2 separate regions of the Anas platyrhynchos genome follow, and region 2 is linked to region 1. Evidence: chromatin contacts called from public Hi-C data. All regions are on one chromosome and are shown on one strand. Each heading gives the region's core, a stretch centred on a gene start, on an enhancer-like site or on the middle of the called end of the contact. The rest is flanking DNA. Distances are from core to core; before and after follow the strand shown. Region 1 overlaps LOC110352526 (a long non-coding RNA gene). Region 2 holds the start of ALCAM (activated leukocyte cell adhesion molecule).

Region 1 (7,316 bases), core at 1,828-4,327:
CTGTGTAAGTGCAAATTATCCTCTTGTCTATCCTCTCTGAAGTCTAACCCACTTTGATGTGATTGTGATCTATGTCAGTTATAGTGTGTATTTTAGGAGGGATTCTCACAGCAATGAATGTAAGTAAACTTCTGAGTAAGGCAAAGTAACTGATGAATGTAGAAGTTCAAACACAGGACGGAAATTATTATTTTAGGCAAAGTTCCAGGATTTGGTTAAAGTATCTTTACTTTTTAAATTACTTGCTCTCCATTTTTTGATATATGCTAGCTTTCATATCCTCCTTGAATCATTAGAGGCCAGCCCCTCAGGCTGGTATAAATTGTCAGTACTTGACTGATACCAGTAGGGCTGTCCTGGTTTGTACTTAGCTGAGCACCTGGTCCAGTGATGTGTATTCAGAAAAAGCAGCCAGGACCTTTCAATGGTCAGTAAAAGTAAGCAAAAAAGTAAGTAAAATTAATGTGAATAAACACTGCCAAATAGAAAAGCTGAAAACTGGACGGTTTTACATATTTCACAGTCTCACTATAGAGTAACTACATAGGTTAAGTAAACCATCTCTAGATTCATCCCACCTTTGATGTTAGACCTAAGAATGCTATAAGGAACTGTTAACGATTCCTTAAAAATATATTAATATAAATGTCAATATTAAGCTCTGTTTCTCTGCTGTAAGCTGAAGAAGGGCTGATAATTAATATAGACTTTGAGAATTAATTCCTATTGCCTTGTCTCTGCAGGTGACCCAATCTGAGTCAGTCATGCAAGCAGGTGAGCAGGGTTGCTCACACAGGGCTGTGTGGGTTCCCTTGCTGCACTCTGTCTGTTCAGTTAGCACCAGAACACCACATTGCTATGGGCTCCTCTCTGCAGGAATAATATTGATTTCTGCTGAAGGTTTTCTCGTAGGAGAAAACAAACATAAAGCTTCCATTTTTCTAGTCCTACAGTGAGAAGTTAATGAAGAACAGAGTTTATAGCAGGGGAAAAAGAAGGAGAAAAATAAAAAAATATATAAAAAAAAGAGAGAGGGGAAAGAATTGAGGAGGGAGAGAAAAATAGAGAAAATTTAAAGGATGCACGGGGAGAAGGATGGATGTCAAAAGGTTATATGTCAGAAAAATAGTTTTTCAGTTCTGTCTCTCCTGAAAAGTTCACTGGCTTGGAAAAGCTGAGGTCCCAGAAAACTACTACCACAGAGCTTTCCCAAGCAAAATGCAGGATTTCCATTTATTTATTTATTTTTGAATCTCTCTAAACTCACTCCAACCTCCACAAACTTCTTCACAAACACATAGTATTCCTACAGACAATATTTTACATGCACTTTTCTGCAAGGTCAATACTATAGGTATGAGAACAGAGGAAGCAAGAGGAGAAGAATGGCAGATGGAACTAGAAGACCAAAGACAATCCAGTGACTGAGCTGGTTTCTGTGCAGTCTCATTCACTACAACAGTTCTGCCCAATGTTCTGTCTTTCTGTAATTATTTTTTCAAAAAAGTTTCTCAAAGAACATCCCCTTGATGGAAATCATAGGCAAGCAAAATATGCCTACAGATTCAGGCATTTGCCCTATTTACTTCTCTTGCTTTTCACCTAGTTTTTTTTTTTCCACATTTATTTTAAATAAAAGGGACTAACACTTTATCCAGGTAACCTATGGAGTAGTAAACCATAACTGGCTTCAGAAGGAACAAAGGCTTCCAATCATAACAGAATCCTGATGATACTTAATATTTTATTAAACTTGTACTTTTTCCACCCCAGGAAGCAGCACCCCCCAGCCTTTTATTGTTCCACCGCATGACTAATATTATCTGTTTAATCTGCAATTAAACATTCTTAAACATGTAACTTCTCTCCCTTGACAATATACCTACTTTTAAACCTGATTCTTTTCACTACTAAAACATTTTGATGCCAATGATTTTTTTTTCATTATCATTACATTTAGCTTAAGCTTGTACAAAAAGCACAGCAGCATCTCCTTCCAAAATCTGCTTTTAAGGAAAATAAGACTCAGCCAATAATAACAGCCATTTTTTATTTTTTTTTTCAAAGCAGTTCACAGGGGGAGGAGGGGTAATTTTCCAGCATTCTCTCAATTCTGATTACCAGAAGATGCATTTGAATTGTTCGTTCAGCCTTTTGGTCTCAATGCATGCTCTAATGGGGCACTTAGGTGCAGACCCTGAAATATCAAGCTTATGAAATGAAAAAATAATGTCCTGGTGTGTAGAAGCACTCCAAATGAGAAGTAAAAGAATCTGAAGTCTGGATAACTCCAGTTCCACCTTCACTGATACCCATTCCCTGGATGTGTAAGTGGAGGCTGGGTAGGATCATAATAGGTAACAAGCACGAGGCTGTTCTGCAGGAGGCATCATTCTGTGAGTGCTTTGTTCATACACTACTCGATTCCTGGCCGTTTTTAGGGACAGAATCCAGCTGGGCTATCAGGACCTTTAGTCTAATTCATATACTCCTTAGAGCCATCTCACAGCAAGAAAATAGCAGTGATACAAAGTTGCCTTGTACAGGGAACTGAAAGTGTTTGATGCTTCTAAAAATCATGCCACTTGTTCACATACTGATAAAGACCAAAGAAGCAGTTAAAGTCTGGGTGTGTTAGACTCTGTCTGCTCCACATTGCTTCATTACCTTCTGCAATACTGATACAGGGTGTAGTTAAAGTCCCTAAGTTTCCAGAAGAAAAAGGTGAGTGTACTTGATGGGCCTAAGCCCTCTCTTGCTGAAATGATATCACTGACTTCATTAGGCAGCAGAATTAGGCTTGCATTGCTCTGCATGGGCACATTTCAAATCTGTGCTAGCCAGCAGAGTTCTCAGACAAGCGATTAATAGTACTAACCATTTTGGTTAATATCAGGGCAAAGAGACACTCCTTTTGATATGCCATTTAGGTTAAATACATTCTCCTTCTGTTCAACTTGCCTGATACTGCAATGTTAAGCCAAGAACTTATCTAAGTAAAAAGATTAAACATATCTCTGAGGAATGCACAACATCATTACAGTTGAATCATGAGGTTAAAGTGTTGCACTGAGGTTGCAAAATATCAGATAGAGAAGTGAGACTGAAAGGATAAATCCTTACTCATTTAGCATAGTTGCCCTATTCCACCTGCTAATGAAATCAGTATGTAAAGTGCATTGGAAAGGGGATCTGCACGTTAGACGTTTCACTACAAGTTACACTGCAGCCTGCTATGGAAAATGATGGCTTATTGTAATCATTTTTAGGCTTGTTTTTTACTGGGGATCAGAGGAATGTAATTCAAACATAAAGAGAGTTGCCAATAATTCATTCTTGAAGAGCCCTATAAAGATATGTGGCCAATACTGTGGCCTCTTTCAGGAAAAATAATGGTCAGACATTTTGCATGAAATTATCATTTCATTAATGTACCGATCGTTCCAAATGCTTTCAGACTTAAGTATGAATTAAACAATATCATATTCATCTTAGAGCTGTAGATACAAGCCTCATCAACTGCCACAGCATTATATTTTACTCGCCTCTGGAAGCAGACTTGTGTTTTGATCATTAAAAAGCCCAATGTAGAAAAGCACTTCATCACATACTTAAGCAGTTTAGTGGAATAGGGTCTAGGGTGGGTGCTAACCCTCTTCACTGGTAAGCATTTCAAAATCACGCAGACCAATTTTAAAACAATTAAGAAGACACTGTAAGGTAAGACTGCATCAGAGTAATTAGAGTGCACTGTAACTGGGTATTATTAGGGACACGGGAATATTTTCCAGACTTTCCCATCAAAATACACACATAATCTAAATGTAATATTCCTTTAAAGCACCACATTCTGCAGATGAGAAATACTGCCCAACATAGCTTTACAAATTTTTTGATTGTTAGGAAATTAGTGTTTCTGCTACATTTTGCGTTATGCAAGCTGAATATACCAATACTTAAGTTTTAAGCTGCTAGAGACATCTCAAAGTGAACGTTTAACCAATTGTCAGACAAAAGGTGTACTGGAAACTGATCACCAAAATAATTTAATTTGGGCATTAAGTACATGATTTAAGTGCTGTCCAAACAAAATTCTCATGTCCTTATGTAGTGGCCTTTCCTTCTCTTAGGAGAGGATGAAGATTTCAGTGAAAGAGCTGATAGCTGTCTCAGAAAACTGACTGTGGGATATGTAAGGACTATATTTTCCATGAAGGCTGAGCTTCTGGTCTCACCGTGCAACTGCTGGGATTGTGATTCCCAGGTTCATTTGCCTTAAGCAGGCTCTAAACACAGCCAAGAGAAGCAGTAGCCTAAATTCTTCCAGCACTTAGTCCTTGTTGTCCTAATCCCTGAAAAACAAGTAGTTTCCTACACACCAAGATTAATGAGCCTCATTTCCTGTAAATTTATGGGTCGTAGCTAATTGGCTTCGTCTTTTGGGAAAGTAAAAGAACCACCTTAAGTTTCTCTTGAAGTTGTAGCTCCTATGTGGGCTTTTTTTTTTTTTTTTTTTTCCTCCAAGTGAATGTCTAATAAGGATTCAATTCTTCCTGTTTCCTCTTCCTCATTTTTCAAGGCACTTTTTTTTTGTGTGTGTGTGCACACTCTTCCACATATTATTTTCTTGTAATTTTTAGCAATGCTGTTATGTTCTACTCCACAAATTGAATTGTACAAGATGACACTATATCAGTAGTGTGAGTACAAATGATGCAAGAAGAGAAGTTTTGCTTCCATAAAAACAAACAAACAAACAAAAATCAGATTTTGCAGGACAGCCTAGGTCTGCAGAACAAACAATCTCCTATTCCAGAAAGTAGGAGTCAGGAGTTCAGGAAACATGAAAGTGAAGATTAGACACCACAAAGAGCTAAGAACTGGAACCCATATCTGCTGCATAACTAAAGATACTGGAATGTGGATTTCTGCCTGAAAAGATAACATTTTCTCAACATCCGTAACCAGCAGTCTTCAAAAACATTTAGATTCAGTTGCATTCTTACAATGTTGTTTATTATCTATAGAATATGTTTCATTACACAGAAATCATCGCTAGCACCTGGAAACCAGAAGAGTGGCAAGAGACCATCATCATCGCCTTGTACCACTTGGGGATCTTCAGAGAATTGCTGGTGTGATCTTCCATTCCCCTCTCATCCTCTAGCCCTCCAAAACTTATGCTTCTCAAGTCAGCTCCTGAGCCACCTCCTCCTCCCCCCTTTGTCCCCTGTGAGTTATTTAACCTTCGTGTGTCTTAGGTTCCCCTCCTGCACAATGAAGTCAGTGTTATGCTAACGCAAACACCACCTGCAGCTATCCTGATGGATACTCGAAAACTCTGGGGTGTGTTATTAGCTGTAGTTTATAGATGGGAAAAAATCAAGACTGAGAGAATTTAAGTGCCTTGACCTGACAGGAATCATGGTCCAGTGACTTCACATCAGCCTTACACGACAGCACACACCGAAATACAAGGGTTTATGTAACTGGGTTATAGAAAAGCAACAGCGACTTCTGTTGGTAGGGCTGTCACTTGCTCAACAGGCTAGTTTAATTCTGACATAACCTCCCTATTTCAACTCCTTCAGCAACCTCTGTTTACTGTGATCTGGCAAGTCCAACAGCTTACTGCTAGTTTGCAGAATGCTTTGGGAGTGTGGTTTAAGCTTTAAGATTGCTGACAGTCTTCTAAAGGCTTTTATGTGCCTTGATGGATGAGGAAAGAGGCAGCAGAGAATGAGAGAAGAACATGGGATGCTTCTAAAAAATGGCTTTGGAATTTTCAGAGTACAGAGAAGAAAGGTTTGAAGATTTCCATTTTTTTCCCACAAAGAAAACTAGAGGTATATCAAACATATCCCTTCAGTCATTTTTAAGAAAGAAAGCTACCATGCAGAAATATCCATGAAAAGGAACAAATGAGTAAATGCAAGCAAAGAGTTCCTAAGCCAGAGCAACTCCTGAAATATCTGTTTAATATGCTCCATATCTGAAATATTTACATGCATTCAACCTCAGATGAAATTTTACAGTGGTTGTCTTATGTAACCACAAGGTTGCAATAACAAGTCTGAAGGTGACAAAAGCATGAATGAATGTGGTAAGCTCTTTATGCATGAAAGAAACAAGGCCAACAAAGACCTAAAAAAATAGCTTCAGTTTGTTTTTCGGGCACCTAAGGCAATGGACTACCTAATAGCTTTTTTTTTTTTTTTTTTGGTGCTGGGTTTGCATTACTGCAAACCTTTACAGCCTTATATTGAATTCTAAAAGTGAATCAGAGACTTGCCTCTGCGTTTTGCAGACATAATTCAAGAGGCAGAGAAAGAATTATTTAACAGAGAAAATGAAAATATTATTTTATTAGGATTATAGTCACAAGTGAACAAGGGAAAGAAAGCAATTAAAGTGGGAAACATGGATATTTTAGTAGAAAATAAGACACATCAAATATTATAAAAGCCACAGCAACTTAACATGGACCACCTATATGCTTCATAATTTAAGTATGGATATAATTTTATAAACATACACAAACCAGAGGGGTATAAGTGTATAGAGACACACTGATTTAAACAGATCTGTGCAACATTCTGTTTCATTATTATTAGTTGTTGATGGTTTTGGGGAGAGAGGATCCTGCCTAAAACAGTTTCTTGTTTATACTCTTCATAACATTAAGAGACAGAGGAAAGTTTAACCAAAGCTAAAATGAATGCAATGATTTTTTTGAGGGCATTTACAGTTAGGGAGTTTATCTTAAACAGAACTAGAGGACCCAGGACTAGAAAACATGATGCAAGTTCCTAAGGCCAGTCTCCCCTCCACTGCATTCAGCCATGTCATGTAATCTCATTCATGACATCTACTGAAATTTCCCACATGCACATTCAGCCCTTGTCTTCCAGCACTCTCAGTCCTGTGCTGGATGGAAACCTGATTTTCAGTCTAAACTGTGATTCATGGCCAAATTATGCCACTTCATCTTTTATCAACATAGTCTTTTCACTTTTACAGCTTGCACTTTCCTTCGTGATTATGAAGAGCAACCAGATCCTTCTCAGATTCTGTTCTGCTAGGCTAAGCACACCAAGCTTTTTAGCCTCTTTGTGAGATAACTCTTCAGTCTTTCAGTGATCTAAACTTTTTTTTTTTTTCCCCTTTTACATAGCCCAGCTTCAGTTCTTCTTCTTGAATAAGACACTTACTACATAAGAGGCATTTGCTTTGTCAGTGACCTGTTCCTTGAACAATGGCTCTGACACATTCCCTGCCACTTCCACCACTAACACCCTCCCAATACACCTGTGCAT
Region 2 (7,316 bases), core at 1,329-3,828, 290 kb before region 1:
ATCCACTAGAAAGCAGGAGGGAGGAGGAAGCATCACAGAGATTGTGGTTAGCTCTTGATTAAGAGTTGACTTTTTCCACATACAGTCATCTTCTCCAGAAGAGCCAGAGATTTTAATTGGTATTCTTATTTAGTCTGACCTACAGTTGGACTCCTGGCACCAAACCAGGACTTGGACCACCTCTCTTTTTTTAAATGGAGATCTACCTAGGCAGTATATTCTGAGATGAAAACCTCAATGTTTCTCATAGGACTTCCCAACCAGCCTAAGTATTGCTGGAGAAACCTATACTTGATGCACATCAACTTTTAATATGCTTTTAATATCTTACCTATTGCTTTCCATATGCAAACCTGAAACGGAACTGCCAAAAAGCCAAACGTAGTGATAGAGTAATATATCCAGAATTTGTGGTGAATGACAGCAAATCAGAGTGAAACAGCTGAGATAGTAAGGAGAGAGATGTGAAATACAGAGCAATACCAAAGTCTTTTGAAAGATAGTGTTTAAGCATCTATTGTCCTCTACACGATAAATCAAGAACTAGAGGCTCAAATCAGTTTTCCCTGCACTTGCAGTATGGCTGGGAAAGTTTCTAAGCTGGGGTGGGGCTGTTTTCTGCCCCTGTGTATCTGCCTGCGTTGTGATCGGTTAGCCCGAGCTTCTCATTGAGAGGGCAAGGAAGAAACGAAGGGCAGAGAGAGCTAGGTTTGCCTAGGGAAATGGTTTATCTCTAACCTATTTATGTAATAATAGCTGGTCAAGTTCCATTTTTTATAGCCCTCCATCAATGCAGCCCTTGAGGTGAAGTATTTTTATGATTCAGGTTTCCTTCAGCAGGGAAACGTAGACAGCCACCTAGTCGGCAAGATCATTTCTTATTTACGTTAGAGGAAAGTGGGACAAAACTCTCTACAGGGGACACGTCTTGCTGCTCAGCTGTGGTGCTTATCTCTCAGGATGCTCCGCATGCCTTTAAAATGTCATGAAACGCACAATCCTTCCTGAAGAGTTTCTCTACATCACAGAAATCGGCATTCACCGTACTCTGCCACTGAGACTTACACATGTAAGTCTCACGGCGATTATACGCTGCAACGCCAAGGCAAAAACCCAGCACAACAGCTCGACGTATCGCTTACGCCTCTCCTACTGCTGCTGGGTCTGTTTGGAGCTTTTATTTAAAACTACTCTAATAGAAATTAAAGCTTTGGCAGCCTCGCTACGCTGGCGTAGCTGGTTTCCTACTTACCCAAAGCTCGCACTAAACAAACGCAATTACAGCGGTGGAGGAAAAGGGCTCCTAACGGGCTGCTCTGCGGTGCGCTGAGGACACGCTGCCTGCACACGGCCAGCCGGAGAGCACGTAGTACCACGGCAGGGGCCGGGAGCGAGGAAAAAAAAAAGGAAAAAAAAAAAAAAAGCCAACTCCAAGCCCTGTGCAAAGCCCGAGCCCTCGCAACAGCCGGCACATCCAGGCAGAGGCACCCCCAGAGCAATGCAGAGCGCTACCACGGGCTGCCGCTCTTTCTACAGGAATAACCCAGCCGGCTCTCCACGGCGAATGCAGAACTCCTCACTTCGCGGCTTCTCCCTCTCCCTCAGACTTTCACACTCTCGGCATTTCAGAAATCAAAGAATAAAATAAACGCAGCCGACGGGCGCCCCGGCCGCCAAAACGCTCCCCGAGCGACCCCCGCAGGGGAAGGTCGAGGTCCCCCCCTCGGGCGAGCCTCCGGGAGGCTCCCACCCCTCGGAGGGTTTTGGGGCGGAGAAGGGGGTCGGGGAGCGGGCAGAGGAGCCGGGCTGCCCCCCGAGCTAGCGGCCGCCCGAGGTGGCGTCTCACCTGGCGGCAGGCAGAGGGCTCCGAGCAGCAGGAGGAGGCTGAGCAGCGGGCGGAGGCTGCGGGAGGCGCGGGGCTCCATCATCCCGCCTGCCCGCCGCGGGACCGGAGGGTGAGGAGGAGGAGGAGGAAGAAGAGGAGGCGGCCTTCTTCCCTCCCGCCGCCCAGCACGGAGGCAGCTTGAGCCGCGGCGAGGCTGGGAGGGAAGGAGGGAGGCTCGGTGGAGTCCCGGGAGCCGAGGAGGGCTCGGAGCAGCGAGCGGCTCGGCGGCGGGGCAGGTGGCGGCAGCCGAGCGGCGCTCCAGGACTGAGAGCGGAGGCCGGGAGGAGGAGCCCGGCCTCGGCGCCTCCCCGAGCCGGCCCCCCCGGGGAGGAGAGGGGTGGGCTCGGCTGCCAGACCCCCCGAAGCCGGGCGGGGAGGTGCTGCCGAGATGTGGTACGCGGGGAAAGGAGGGAGCTCTCCTGCGCGCTGCTGGGGTTTGTCCGCTGCTTCTGCGGAAAGCGAGGAGCTGGGGGCTGTGCTGGGCTGCGCTGCGCTGCCTTCTGGCTCGGCTGCCACAGCTGAGCGGCGGTGCGGCGGAGAGCTGGGAGAGGGGAAGGGAGGAAGGGGGAAATAAGCGCCCTGCAGGCACCCGCTGCCTCTCCTCGGCTCGCCCAGCGCCGTGCGAGCAGCCTGCAGCAGCCCCAGCCGGCGTCTGAAGCGAGCCCACAGCCTGCCCGGCACCTACCGGGGTGATTAATGCACGGCATGCGGCCGGCCCCCGGGGACTTTCTGCTAGTGAAACCCAAAGTGACGAGAGCCCTGACTCGCTTCGCCATGTGACGCTGCGAACTTTTAGACAGGAACTTCCCCCCAGAGTCCTGGAAATCAAAGGCGGGCAGTTTATTCTGCAAATGCGTTTGCTCTTCCCAAAGCGATTTTCACGATGACTAAAAACTAAGAGCGCTCACCAGGGCACAGGGAAGGTTTAAATGAGCACAGCCTGTGCGTTTTTTATTCCTCATGTACTGCACTTGTTTCCAGTAAAATGGGGTAAGGATCTTTCACTTGAGGTCTAAAGCACTGCCTTCAGTTCACATCGTCCTTCTGTCCTTCCACATTACCAGTACTACCTTTCTTGTTTCTAAGTCATGCCACACAATCAGTTTAAAAAGTATTTTACTTTCTATATTTGCTGCTCATCAAGCTCTGCCATCCTTTGTTTTCTGAGGAGATTTCTCTCAATGAGCATTTTACTAAGCCGATTACAAAAAATACTACTTTTAAGATCAAGAACCTTTTTTGTCTTCCTTTTAAAGCTGCTTTCGATTTCCAATTCAGGGCTGGTTTTGTTTGTTTGTTTGTTTTCTTCCTTTTTTTCGTGTACGTTTAAAAGCAGTGCTGAGTACCGATTAGTAGGGATATTCAGTAATTTTATTGCTGTAGAGCCTGGAGACCCCTCAAAATCTTGAGAGGCATTGTACAGAATTACCTTGAGGTGATCACCTAATCTAGTTCAAAGTTGTTTTTCTCTTGTTTTCTAACTTCTAGTATGTGCTGGTTTAGCAACAGCTCGGGCTCCATTACACGTTAAGGGCCTAACCCTGCCTTCTTTATTGATATGGACAAGCCTGTTAAAGCCAGTTGGATTGTGAATGGGAGAAAAGATTGAAAAGTCAAACTCTAAAAATGATCCGAATGCAAGCAGTGAAAGAGGAGAGGGCTTGTAGGCCAGAATAATGGTGCACTTAGTGTATGTTTTGTTTTGAGCATGACAATAGTGAGTTCAATTTGTCAGGATCAAACAAATACATGGATTGCTTTGCAGGATTAGAGAAGTAAATAATGCCCAAGCACCTTGTTTTTAAAGCAGATGATTAACTGTTCCCTCATTTGCATCAAAATAACAAATAGTGTATGTTTTCTATCAGTGGGAGAAAGGATGAGGAAATCTGTGTGAATGTGGCAAATAATTTCCAATGGCACGGTGCAGAGACTACAAGGTGAGCTACAGAACCGTGTCTTTCAAACAGCCAGAACTTACAGTGTCATTTTGCAATTTATGCTCACGATAATGTTCAAAAAAAAATAAATATCTTTGATGACTCTTCTGCTCTCATGTCAATTCTGAATGTGTTGTTAAAAGTCTGTAAGAAATATGAGAAATGCGGAAGATAACATTATGGGTGTAACACTTGAAATCAGAAGCATGATTTGTTTCGGGTTTCCCTCACTACTTTGTCATTTCTCTTCAAAGCTGTTTCTACCTTTCACTTGAAAGGAGCTCTTTGAATTCTGAGTAAATAGAAAACATCTCAAGCTCAGATTACTCAAATGTTTTGATAACTTTACAGGAATTTAAATGTGATTAGAAATGTTCAAGATAATTATTAAAGATATCTTTATGTGCTATGTCATTTAAACTGTCCTCAATACTAAGATTTGTAATTAATTCCTTTAATGTCTGTTGGGCTGACAGAATATAGGTTTGTTTTTTTTTTTACAATTTATTTTCTTAGGGCATGCTCCTGTTCCCACTGAAGTTAATGGGAGTATGAGTGAGTCACTGATCTCTTGGGAAAACAGCAACTTCCTGGCTTTACTGTCCAAAGTAAACATATTTTTGAAGGAGTTAAAACAGTTACTAGTATATATATATATATATATATTTTTTTTTTTTTTTTCTTTCTTCTGTAGAAAATAACACTGTTTCAAAAGCACTAATAATAAAAAAAAAAGAAAGCTCTTTGATATATGCTTAATCCTATCAAACCATAGATTCTGTATTTATGTGACAGAGTGGATTAAAAATGTAATCCATTAATAATAGATCATGCATCATAGCAATGAGTTTTTGCTGAGCTGATATACCATTTTCCATTTCCAACGTATGTGTAATGTATGTTCCTTTGGGAGCAAATTCCTAGCACTAATAGTACAGAATATTGTCAACTAGAGCAATACTTGAGACACCTGGTAATTTAATCCATTGTTAATACTGAGTGAGTAAACTTTAGTCTTGGGTGGTTGTTAACATCATGACAATGAAGCAGTACGTGCTATTTTGGCTCAGCGTTCAGCGGTGTGTTCTGCAAAATGGAAGTCTTATATTGTTGAAATTGTCCCTGAGCCTTAAGCAACCACCAAATGCAATGTCCAGTCTTGTGTTTCTGTAAGTTTAGTTCAGTTAGTTTAACTGGATGCTGTTAAATTAGAGGTATTACTTCAGGAGATACATATATGCATATGGGTCTTGTCATTTGTGTTGGTACTCATTGCAACATTTTTTTTAAACCAAGGATTAAACACGAATGTAACCTATGTTGCCAGTTATGACGCTGCTAAAGGCAGCTGCTGTCAGTGAATTATCTGGGATTTGGGTCACATTTTTTATGACAGCTGGGAAATCCACAAGGTGCTTCTTGCTCCCTTAGGCACCCAAGTACCTTTACACACCAGGCTCTGCAAATCTCAGCCAAAGCATGTTGAAGTTGAGTGCAGGCTTTCTGATGACTTTGCTTGATTAAGGGATGAGCCCTGGTAGAACAGTCTTGTTTGTCAGGAGTTCTGCATTGCTCAGTATCAGCACATTAGGATAACTGATAGCAAAGTCTGTCCAAACTACATGAACTGTGTGTGGTAGAGAGTGTCTTTGGGTTGTAAGGTGTTTCAAACCAAGTGCAGGATGCAAGTAGAAGATGGACTAAAACCAGACTGGTGCTAATGATCAACTGTGGCCAATCTTAGCACAGGAAAAAGTTTACTGACCAGGGTTTGAGCAAGAATCTGCAGATTTAGCTGACTTGGATCAAAGTAAATGAGACACAGATATTTGGACTGAATAAATAAATAAACAAACAAACCTAACAAATTGCAGTGGAATAATAGTTGGAATCTGTGTTTCCAATATTTCTTCACTGCAGAAATGATCCCACTCAAAACAATCAGCAAATGGCTGACAGTATTGTTATTATAGTCATCAGCATAGCAATTAGGCTTCGGAAACAAATTTATTTTCCTATTATCCATGTCCAATGCACCTGTTTTTACATAATTTAACTAAAGGACCAGTACTGTACAAACATTCATTAAAATGATATTACACTTACATTATATACAAAATATCCAGAATGCCTTCAGCTGAGACAGTTTTCAGAAAACATGAGTGAGAGGTGGGAGGAAGATATTTGAAGAATCAGTGGTGATTACTGTCTTTAAAAGTTTGTGATTTGCCTTTAAAAAAAAAAAAAAAAAAAAGGAATAAAAGAAAAATACCAGCTTAGAAGCAGCTCTTGTGCACAAGAAGTATAGGTAGAGCCCAAGTGGCTTGACATGTTAACTAAGAAGTTCATAAAGAACAAAACCAATCCAGTTGTTCAAGTTGCACCAGTATATATCAACTTTGGTGGACACCTTCTCACCTTTTACAAAATCTTCTTGAAATTCCCTTTTCCTCAGTCTTCTTTAAAACAGGTTTGAGGCAGGTAAAAGTGAGCAGTTTTCAGGTCTCTTTTTTCATTCTAAAAGCCACTCTAGAGAGTGAAGAATTGTAAGAATTGTTTTTGTATGAAAATCCCGTAGCATACACAACAGCACATGTGAAGCATAGCTCTGATAATGTATCAGAGATGTGAAATAGCTGTAATACAAAGAAACAGATTGTTAACACTGCTAAAATGGTTACTCTGTGTTCCCACATTCTCAGCATCCATGGGGCCAAATTCTGTGACTTTCCATGCCTTCAAGTCCTTGAAGGAAAACACCTTAATCACCACCTATAGGAACTGACTGACCACTCCATACTAAGGAGCATCCTTAACGAGGCATGTCTCATTCTGCCAAAAAGCACCCTGCAAACACTTCTGCAACATCTGGCTTGCACTGCTGGCATGCCATGAGGGAGCAAGAAAGTGCATAATGCCATGAGATTTAGGAGGATGTTGGGTTTCTTTGTCCTGTTTGGTGGCTCCAGCCAGTTCCTGATGCTTGCCCAAGGCTGGTCTGTCTGCACAGAAGATGGACTTCCATGTATCTCAAGCAGCAAGGAGCACGGTTCTCAGAGGGAGAATCAGAGAATCATTAAGGCTGGAAAAGACCTCCAAGATGATCCGGTACAACCGTCCCCCTACCACCAATGTCACCCACCAAACCACGTCCACAGGCACCACGTCCAGCCTCTCCTTGAACACCCCCACGGATGGTGACGCCACCATTTCCCTGGGCAACCAATGTCTGACCACTCTTTCTGAAAAGAAATGTCTCCTCATTTCCAACCTAAACCTCCCCTGGTGCAACTTGAGGCCATTCCCTCTAGTCACAGAATCACAGAATCCTGTCACTAGTTATCTGTGAGAAGAGGCTGTCCCTCAGCACCCCACACTTTCCTTTCAGGTAGTTGTAGAGAGCAATAAGGTCTCCCCTGAGCCTCCTCTCCTCTGGACTAAACACCCCCAAGTGCCCTCAGCCACTCCTCACAGGACTTGTGCTCCAGGCC

Evidence for each region. A called contact is a pair of places that touch in the nucleus more often than the background predicts.
Region 2: a Hi-C map of subcutaneous adipose tissue shows a contact between it and region 1, with 2.7 times the contacts expected there. The contact joins the promoter of ALCAM here to the enhancer-like site in region 1. A contact is called at or near these places in 3 of 8 Hi-C or Micro-C datasets (F1 follicle, skeletal muscle and subcutaneous adipose tissue).

Annotation. Positions count from the first base shown.
Region 1 is chr1:91,051,307-91,058,622 of IASCAAS_PekinDuck_T2T, reverse strand. All of the region lies in intron 2 of LOC110352526 (a long non-coding RNA gene), which reads right to left. Among named protein-coding and RNA genes, the nearest start is that of ALCAM, 290 kb to the left of the region's middle. Within about 2 kb of position 3,077, at least 1 of the 8 cell types and tissues checked has an H3K27ac peak or open chromatin away from gene starts, as enhancers often do.
Region 2 is chr1:91,335,838-91,343,153 of IASCAAS_PekinDuck_T2T, reverse strand. ALCAM (activated leukocyte cell adhesion molecule) reads right to left here and starts at 2,578. Exons shown (of 16, transcript XM_072024046.1): 1 at 1,847-2,578. The coding sequence starts at 1,928.